Linked DNA regions of Mus musculus: region 1 is linked to region 2. Evidence: chromatin contacts called from public Hi-C data. All regions are on one chromosome and are shown on one strand. The core of a region is the stretch at or near the end of the contact, and the rest is flanking DNA. Distances in the headings are between cores, read along the strand shown.

Region 1 (4,249 bases), core at 348-2,847, 710 kb before region 2:
GTGTCTATTCAGAGCTGCCCTGTGGATCAGCCATACACTAGGGTTGACATGATGGAGAACATTGAAGAGTGTCTTCTTCACTCGTAGTTAACCCATCCCAGGCTGTTTTGGTATATTCCCTTATCTGCAGTTGTCAAGAGCAACTTTCCTATGAATACTCCTTGCCTGCTGCTTATGCCAAGGGAGTGGATATTACCAGGGATCAGCTAGGACTTGGAATTTTATAGGATATCTCTGGAATTGGGAGCAGCAATAGACGTACATGCCACTGGGAACCACAGTGGACTTGAACTACGGGCCCATCTATAACTGAGACGGGGAGCCTATGGTTGTACAAAACTATCTGTGGGTCATAGGATTACTGCTATGTATCCCTAACCCCAAATTTCTGGTTCAAGTTCAAGAAAGAAACTCATGACTTCTGCTCAAGGCACACACTGCAAAGTATCAGGGCTGGAAGAGACTAAGCAAGCATAGAATGTTGTTTTATTGACTCTCATTCTGTGTCTATAGTGATGGTGAACACCATGAATTGATGGTAATGTTTCCCCTGGACAGGCTTAGATGTAGCCTCAGGCTCTTCTAATGCACCGTGAGCAGCCATGGAGTTGGTAGAACCTTCAGCTTTGAGCTGGACTCTTTTTTTTTTTTTTAATGGCTGACTCTCACTTGCACTGTGATAATGGAGGTCAGAGGTATCCTGCATGGTCAATAGGAGAGCTTCTTTCTCTGTTGGGTGTAATTAGGAAGGTGTTAGAGGGACCAGAAATGATAGGGTACCAAGCTGGAGTCTCGTCTTGATGCCACAAGAACGTGAGTGATCTTAGGTTAGGCATGACCTCCTCTGACCTTAGTTTGCCTCCCCTGAAATGAAAGGCTAGAGAGGACTGAGAGATGACATGGCTTGCTTTCAGATGTGTGGCCCTGGGACATTTTTTCTGCAATGTTGAGATATTTACATTACTTATGCCCCAATTCTTTGAGGACAGACATGGGACAGTCTCATTGCCACCCTACATACCCATATTCCTCGTAGACATTGGTGGCTCTTCACAGCTCTCTACCTGAACCTGTATGGATTTGACTATAGATGCCTCAGCACACGTTTTGGCAAAGATTATAGACAGCTACTGACAACCTACTGGGGTTTGTAGTTAAAAGTAAATGACAGAGTATAAATGGTATGTAGAAACAGTAACTTTGTGGAGGTGATTGAAAGTCAGGTCTTCACAGAAGGATGAAAGAAGAAACAACAGAAAAAGAAATGAGGAACGAAGATTACCTCGTCTTCAGGAAATTCCGTTTTATTTTGCTTTGGAAAATGCCACCCAGGGCTTCCTAGCTTCAGGCAAAGTCTGCCAGCTCACCTGGAACTTTGCTGCCTTTTCTAGGAATGAAGACCATACTGGAGGAATTCAGGAGTGAGGCTCAGGAAAAACAGAGAGTTGAAAATGGACCGAAATATCAAACAAGGCCAGAGGGCTACATTGCTATTTCAGACCAGTTGCGGTTTGACTGGCCTGAATCTGTGGAGACTTGCTTCCAGGCCTTCAGCTACAGGTTTGGCATTTCATCTGCTAGATGGCGCTGTACTCTAAGGAAAGGCATAGTCAGTCCTGCTTGACTTGGAGCCTGGGGAAGGCAGAACAACTGGGCAAGGCCAGCCTTTGCCCTGCAGCACCAACTCCTTCTGCCGGGGTGCCTCTTACTCTCTTTTCTATCTTTTCTATTTTATTTTGTAGTGTGGTAATGTTGTATGCTAAATCTGATAAGTTACAAGGCCTTTGTATCCTGGACAAAAGTGAGACAAAATGAGAAGTACATACATAAGACACACACACACACATACACACACACACACACACACACACACACACACACACACACACACACACAGAGTGGGGGGCAGAGAGAGGAGGAGAGAGAGAGGCAGAGAGATGGAGAGACAGAGAGAGAGACATACAGAGAGACAGACAGAGAGAGAAAGAGAGAGACAGAGACAGAGAAGAGGAAAGGGGTAGAGGTGATGACATTTAGGTCTCCTTGAAACCTCAACTGGTCTGTGGCCTTAACTTGACCAAAGGCCCTGGAAAATAGAAACAGTTCTCTCTGCATCTTGCCTCCTGAGTTGGATGCCTGGGGCTCCAGCTTTACACTGAAGCCCTCTAACTGAGATCTATCCAAGGCCAAGCTACTACACATAGGCACCAAGATCCAGTTTTCTGTGCAATTTTGATGCTAGGCTGCCAGGCAGGCTCCTGGTGTGCACATGCAGCCAGGGATAGAGTTTGCAACCCCCTTTATGGTATCAGTAGCCAGAAGGAGTGGAAACAATGATAAAGAGGGAGTGTGTAAACCAGGAGGGGACATAATGGCAGCAAGAGGAGAGAGAGGGATAAGGGAGGAGAGGACCAAGAATGGGGGTGAAGGGTGTGGGAAAGGAAGGATCACACAAGGAGGACCAGGCATCCAGAAAGAAAGGGCAGTGGAGAGATGAGGGCACACTGGTGCTGGATGGGAAGGCGGTGGGGGGCAGGAAGAGGTGAGAAGTGGAGTGAAGCTTTTCCAGTAAACATGAAAGCGGAGACACAGACCCAGCAGAGGAGGACAGCTCTGCTGGGCAAACAAGAAAACAGAGAGCGAGAAACGGCTGGGAACTGCAGAACCCCCCCCCCCCCCCCCGACAAGACAAGGTTCCTCAAAGGAGCACAGCCACAGCAGTGAGGATGTTGCAGAAGAAGTTAGTCAGGAGATGGGCAAGGAGACATTGAAGCAGAAAGGGAAGGAGAAGCAAGGGAGCAAGAGAGCAGAGCTGAATTTAGAAAGGGAGAAAAAAAAAGTGAGCAGAAACAATATGTTAAAAGCCTTCATGGGGAGGGCAAAGGCATAGGGAAAGAGCTGTTTATAGAATGTTTACATTAGAGCCTTAAAAACCGGAATGTGTGTCTTGGAGTATAGCCATTGTCTAGGAAACACAGCATGGCTTTTAAGCAAATGGTGGAGTCATCAGGGCCACACAGAGCAGATCACACTGGCCTGCTTTGTGGGCTTGCCCAGAGCTGCCTTCTTGTTGGCGGCCAGCCGGGGATGGAGGCTAGCTACCTGCTGGGCCTGCTGTCTGACAGAGGGCTATCCCTGTTCAGTTCATGGTGCTTTGAGTCCAGACGCATCCGTTCCTCTTGCAGGCTAAGAATTGCATCAGGATGCGGTCCGTTTGAAGCTGCTTCGAGACAGATGTCGGGTAGAGTAAGAGGAGAGACATGGTCAAAGGCATCCTAGGGTGGAGGTGAAAGGACAGGTCCTTGGAGTCTGGTGGCCACAGTTCGGTTCTGAGGTTTCTTTGTTTTTTATTTTATTTTATTATTATTTTTTTTTATCACGCTACCATGTAAACTAGCACATGTCTGTTTGCTGCTTTGAGCCTTTGGTAAGTGATCTATAAACTTTGCATTTTGTGGGGTTGAGAGACAGCTCAGTCAGTCAAATGCTTGGTACCTAAGCGCAAGGCTACAACGTTCAATTCCCAGACCGCTCTTAAAAAAAAACAAAAAACAAAAAAACAAACAAAAAAACAACTGGTGTTGAAGATACTTAGTGCACACTTAGCTCAGCACAGGGAGGTAGAGACTGGCAGATTCTTGGGAATCACTGGTTAGCCAGCCCACCTTGCTCTCTGTACCAAGCCAAGAGATCTTATCCCCAAACCCAAGGTGGATGGCTCCTGAGAAACATCCCCTGAGGTTGACTTCTGGCCTACATGTTCTCTGTTCCCGACATGTACCCCCTTCCCCACATACACATGAATAGCACCTCACCTGCACCCCTCGTTGATCATCACAGCTATCTGTGGTGATGCTGAGAGGCTCAGTGAGCTGATGTATGCGCTTAACAGGGCGACGGTTCCTATTCATGCCCACTCAGTGTTGGCTGGCCTGCTACGTATGATAATGAGGACCAGACAACAGTGTGTGTGTTCTGGGGGATCTGCCCATGAGTGCAGAGGAAGGGGCTTAGATGTGAAGATGTTTGAGCAAGGGAATGCTTTGTACAAAGTGTTCTGTGAGGATAATGAATTACATGGTGGCCTGTGGGCTGTTTGGGAAGTGTGTGTGTGTGTGTGTGTGTATGTGTGTGTGTGTGTGGGGGGGGGCTATGAGAAAAGAGGCAAGGACGGGGGAGTCGAATCACTATGAAAAATATCAAGGGTATTATGAAAGGCATCTGAGTGCTTGGTGATTGGATGGCTAGA
Region 2 (4,293 bases), core at 1,396-3,895:
CCCTCCCTTGGAGTGGACTCCTAAACTACATCAGAATCCTTTTCTTTGGTCTTAGCTATTGGACCCTTTTAATGGTCATGAACACTGGGGCCTTTCAATGGACATGAAACCACTGCGTTTTTATGGAAGACACAGGGCACACTTGAACCCTTCGTCTTTGTGCCTATCCCTTTACAGACTTCTGAGAACAAGTTTGAAAGGGGTGGGGCTTCCCCAACCTATACCACAAACATTTTAGAAAACAACCTGTTCCGGCATCAAATACTTGGCATTCGCTTATGATTCCATTTAAAAAGTTCCGATCCACTCAAGGGACCTTCTGGACCCAAAGTTCCCAGGGCAACCAGATGAAAAGGGCCTACCACTGCAGCTGATGTTCAGTATAAAATGCCCTCCTCTCCCTTTCTCTGCACTGGGTTTTCCTAAATGGAGAATGATATCTGCAAGCCTTTTATGATAATGCACCAGTTTAATCTACACCAAATTATCCTCTTTGCTGATTTTTTATTTTATTTTATTTTATTTTATTTCATTTACTTATTTAGGCTAGTACTCCAAAAATGCATGGCCTTAGTGCTCAGGGTCAGAGAGACACTGTTACATTGTAGAAGTGTAAGACACACGGTTACATTGGAGAAGTGTAAGAACCCCCAGCAAACCAATGGGCTTTGGGCATGTACCTCTTTGAAGTCTCACCCTCTACTGAGCATTCAGCTATGTTTACTTTAGAGGGTCCTCCTGCCCTTCCCATCCCTGGCTCCAGAAGGTATCAAGAAAAAGAAACTCAGGTAAGCCAATAAAAGTCACTCTCTGGACCTTAGCTCTTTTCTTCGTGAGGACTCCAGGGAGCTGGAATGTCATTTATTATTTACGTGTACCTGAACGGGTTAATCTTTCCCTTTCCTTATTTTGACAGCAATGTTTATCTTTTGAAAAGACTAGCAGAGCCTCATTGTGGCACTGGAGTGCTAACTGCTAACACATGGGCTCAGCTACATCTCGGCAACAATTTCTCTCATACTTGAACAGGCATCTCAGCCAAGATCAACACTGTGGGTTTGATTTTCCTCATCATGAATTGACAGCTTATTTATCTCCACGGAAGAACGTTGTAAGCCCTTTAGGCACCCAGGCAACTTAGAAGGCATTCAGTGGGCTGTTCAAAAATATTATTGCTTCATAAAAAATAGACTAAATTATTTTATTACTGTTAGACTGCTCTCTCTTTAAAGAGACATTTTGGTGACTCTAGCTTATGACAGTAGTTTATAAATACGAGAGAGAGAGAGAGGGAGAGAGAGAGAGAGAGAGAGAGAGAGAGAGAGAGAGAGAGAGAACATGAGCAACTTTCCAACTGGTATTATATTTGGATAACTTCTTTGGACCTATGCTAGACTGTAAATATGAAGTTTGGGGACAGTGAAAAACTTTGATGGAGTCCCTTTGTCCTAGTGCTCCGGAAGCTTCGTTAGAATAATTAGGAAAGCAGTTGTTTCTGTCTGCCATATCTTGCTTTGGAAATAATGGTACCTGATAATGTCTGTAAGACCAACATAGACTTCACAGCTCACTACCCCTGAGCAAGCGCCGAATCTCACCTAATCTCATTCTCTCTGTTCCTACAGTCTCGTGCCGACATGGGTCTTGTGGGTCCCTTCCCTGCCTGCATTTTTCAGGGAGAGAAATAAAGCGTCACATTTCCTAGATTATATATTTCTACTTTCACGACTTTGAGCAGATTCACATATTCTTCAAGTACAATAGACACGAAGAGAAAATCTCCACCTTATGGAGGTTGAAAGCCCAACACCTGGCTCTCTTCAGCCTGTTCACATCTTTTCACTCACTCTTTCCTGGTGCCTGCCTAACTGTCCACTCTGCCCGGGGTTAGCATTAGATCTGTTCCCATCTGATGACTGAATGTTTTGTGCATGGATGTCTGGGATAGGGTAGTTGGCACTTCTGTGCTCTCAGTAAGCACAGTGGGGAGTGTGTAACCCGGAGGTGCCTATGTGTCTCTGCTGTGGACAGCTATCCTGCAGTTGTACACAACATGTTAGCTTGAGGAGAATGCCAGTGTAAGACCAGTGTAGCCAGGAAGCTGCTTGGAAGCAAGGCCAAGTTCAATTGGAAATACTCTAACATCTGATGAATGGTAGGAGGAAAAAACACCAATATCACAAAAGCCCACAGAAAGAAGTTATACAGAAGGGAATATTATATGGCAGACAACATGGGGAATCAAAAAGAAAATTTCAAACTTCTCTGGAGCTTTCATAGAGGGTCTGGATAAGTACTCACTCTTAACTAACTGGGGTGCTATGAGAGAGACAAATGATGAAAAGATAGAAGAACAAGCTGGAGCCACACTGGAACCTTGGGCCCTTGCAGATGGATATTCCACTGTGCCTCCTTCAGCATCCTGCACTGGCTCACAAGGGTTATAAACATAACCACCTAAAAACAGCCGCTTTGGAACTGTGGGAAAGCCTCTGAACGATGGGCAAATGAGGGGGTCTGCTGGAAATGAGAAGGAAGGAATTCTAGAGGATGTACTGTCAGTTTGCCCGCAGAGATGATTAGCCCACTCTGTATACACACGCACTCGCCTCTTCCCACACTCCTGCCCAGCATGGCTTTAACATATGTACATATTTGTTCAGTGGGATCCTTCAAAAGTCTTCTCCTTTAGAGTCATTTTCAAATATTCCTCAAACACGACGCAGATCAAAATGGAATATACAAAGTCAGGTAATGTCCCCGGCATCAAATTAAAATAGCTAAGTGGCCAACAGATGGCAGCTTAGACAAATCACTTGCTGATGTAAATAAGCCCGGCGGTTGGCTCGGCGGTGCGCAGTTTTCTAGACAGAAGTTGACTGCTAAACGAAGTCAGCTTCAGAGCCCAGTTGTTTGTACAGCGAATGGGGAAATTACAAAAACACAAAAATGCCTCCTTTGTTCCTGGAACCCAGGGTGATTCACAAGCGCGGACATCCCCGGGTCTCCTGATTTTAAATTACTAAGGTGGAAATGTCACTCACCCAGAAGGGTATTGATTAAAATAAAGAGCAGGAAGGTTTTTCTGCATGAACCTCACTTCTGCCGGCGATATTACATCATTTAGATACTGAAAGGAAAGAAAAGGGGATAGGGGGAAAAAAAAGAGCCAGAGAAGTGAGGAAGGTTCAGACCAGACTGGGAATAAATAACACAAAGAAGCTTTCTGGCCTGAGGGCAGAGGCAGAGGTTGGCATTATTTTACATTAGAAACACTTCGTATTCAAAACGGTAATTGATAGCTGTGGTGTGTTGGGGAGGGAAAGAGCCACTCACGTTCAAGCGGGCTGCCCTGCCAATCAAACCCAACCTTTCTTTGAATGAATAAAAGCTTCATTGCCCTATTATGCTGATACAGTCAGACAGGTCTAAAGTAGCCTGTTTGTCAAGTTTATGCCCACTGCCCCAAGCTACCTCTATTTTGAAGCTTAAATACTCCCCTGAAAATCAGCCCTGATTTAGGCTACTGCTATCCTTCTTACTAACACAGTATCAATTTTACCCTGAGCTGGTCCCAGATGGGGGTGGCAGGGCCTCTCTCCTCCTCAATTTTAATAGACGGAGGGAATTTGGCTGCCTTTTGTTTAGCAGCCCGGGTGCTGAAATGTTCTGCAGGCTTTCTGCCCGTGCTGCTGGCTGGCAGCAGCCTGCAGGTGTTGGCCAGGTTCTGTAGTCCCAGCTCTGCATGAAGTCCGCATCCGGAGGAGTCTCCCGCGTCTTCTCTTGTCATTAGGGATTTGGGCTAAATAGACCAAACCTGGCTTGCTAGTAAGCGATCGATAGAAACTGAAGGCCCTGGGTGGGGAGATTTTTGCTTCCTTTGTCCCAATCTTTCAAGTACCTGCGGCAGCAAATAAGTGATCCTAGCTCCCTAGGGACACGGAGGTGGCCCCAGCATCCTCTGGTACCAGCAGCACATGAGGATAGACTTTGGACACTGGGGGCAGCAAGAGCTTAAAGCTGGAAAGGAAGCAGTCCTGTCCACCTGTCTCCACAGGCTGCACACGCCTGTGTCTCCCTGACTCCCTGGTCGCTTCTGCTTAAAAATGCACGCCACAGAACTGCTTTGTGTTTGCAAAGACAGAGTCCTGGGTAACAATGAACATGCAATTGGGCTGAGAATAGATTTATCAGGCTTCAAGGATTATTGTTTGCTGAAGGATGGTACACACATTACTATTTCATAGTTCAGCTATGACATTATTAACCTACTGTGCAAGAATTTTATTGCCA

Evidence for each region. Hi-C and Micro-C count contacts between places; a contact is called where the count stands out from the background.
Region 1: a Hi-C map of cerebellum shows a contact between it and region 2, with 3 times the contacts expected there. The contact joins two enhancer-like sites. A contact is called at or near these places in 1 of 15 datasets of contacts at CTCF or cohesin (large pre-B cells), 6 of 484 Hi-C or Micro-C datasets (cerebellar granule neurons, cerebellum, cortical neurons and 2 more), 1 of 115 datasets of contacts at active chromatin or transcription factors (large pre-B cells) and 2 of 9 other capture datasets (embryonic stem cells and embryonic tail).

The regions. Positions count from the first base shown.
Region 1 is chr11:45,536,984-45,541,232 of GRCm38.p6, reverse strand. No RefSeq gene overlaps it. Among named protein-coding and RNA genes, the nearest start is that of Gm22284, 100 kb to the left of the region's middle. Within about 2 kb of position 1,597, at least 23 of the 459 cell types and tissues checked have an H3K27ac peak or open chromatin away from gene starts, as enhancers often do. A contact at or near this core is called in cerebellum, where this site is marked.
Region 2 is chr11:44,832,108-44,836,400 of GRCm38.p6, reverse strand. All of the region lies in intron 6 of Ebf1 (early B cell factor 1), which reads right to left. Among named protein-coding and RNA genes, the nearest start is that of Ebf1, 220 kb to the right of the region's middle. Within about 2 kb of position 2,645, at least 23 of the 459 cell types and tissues checked have an H3K27ac peak or open chromatin away from gene starts, as enhancers often do. A contact at or near this core is called in cerebellum, where this site is marked.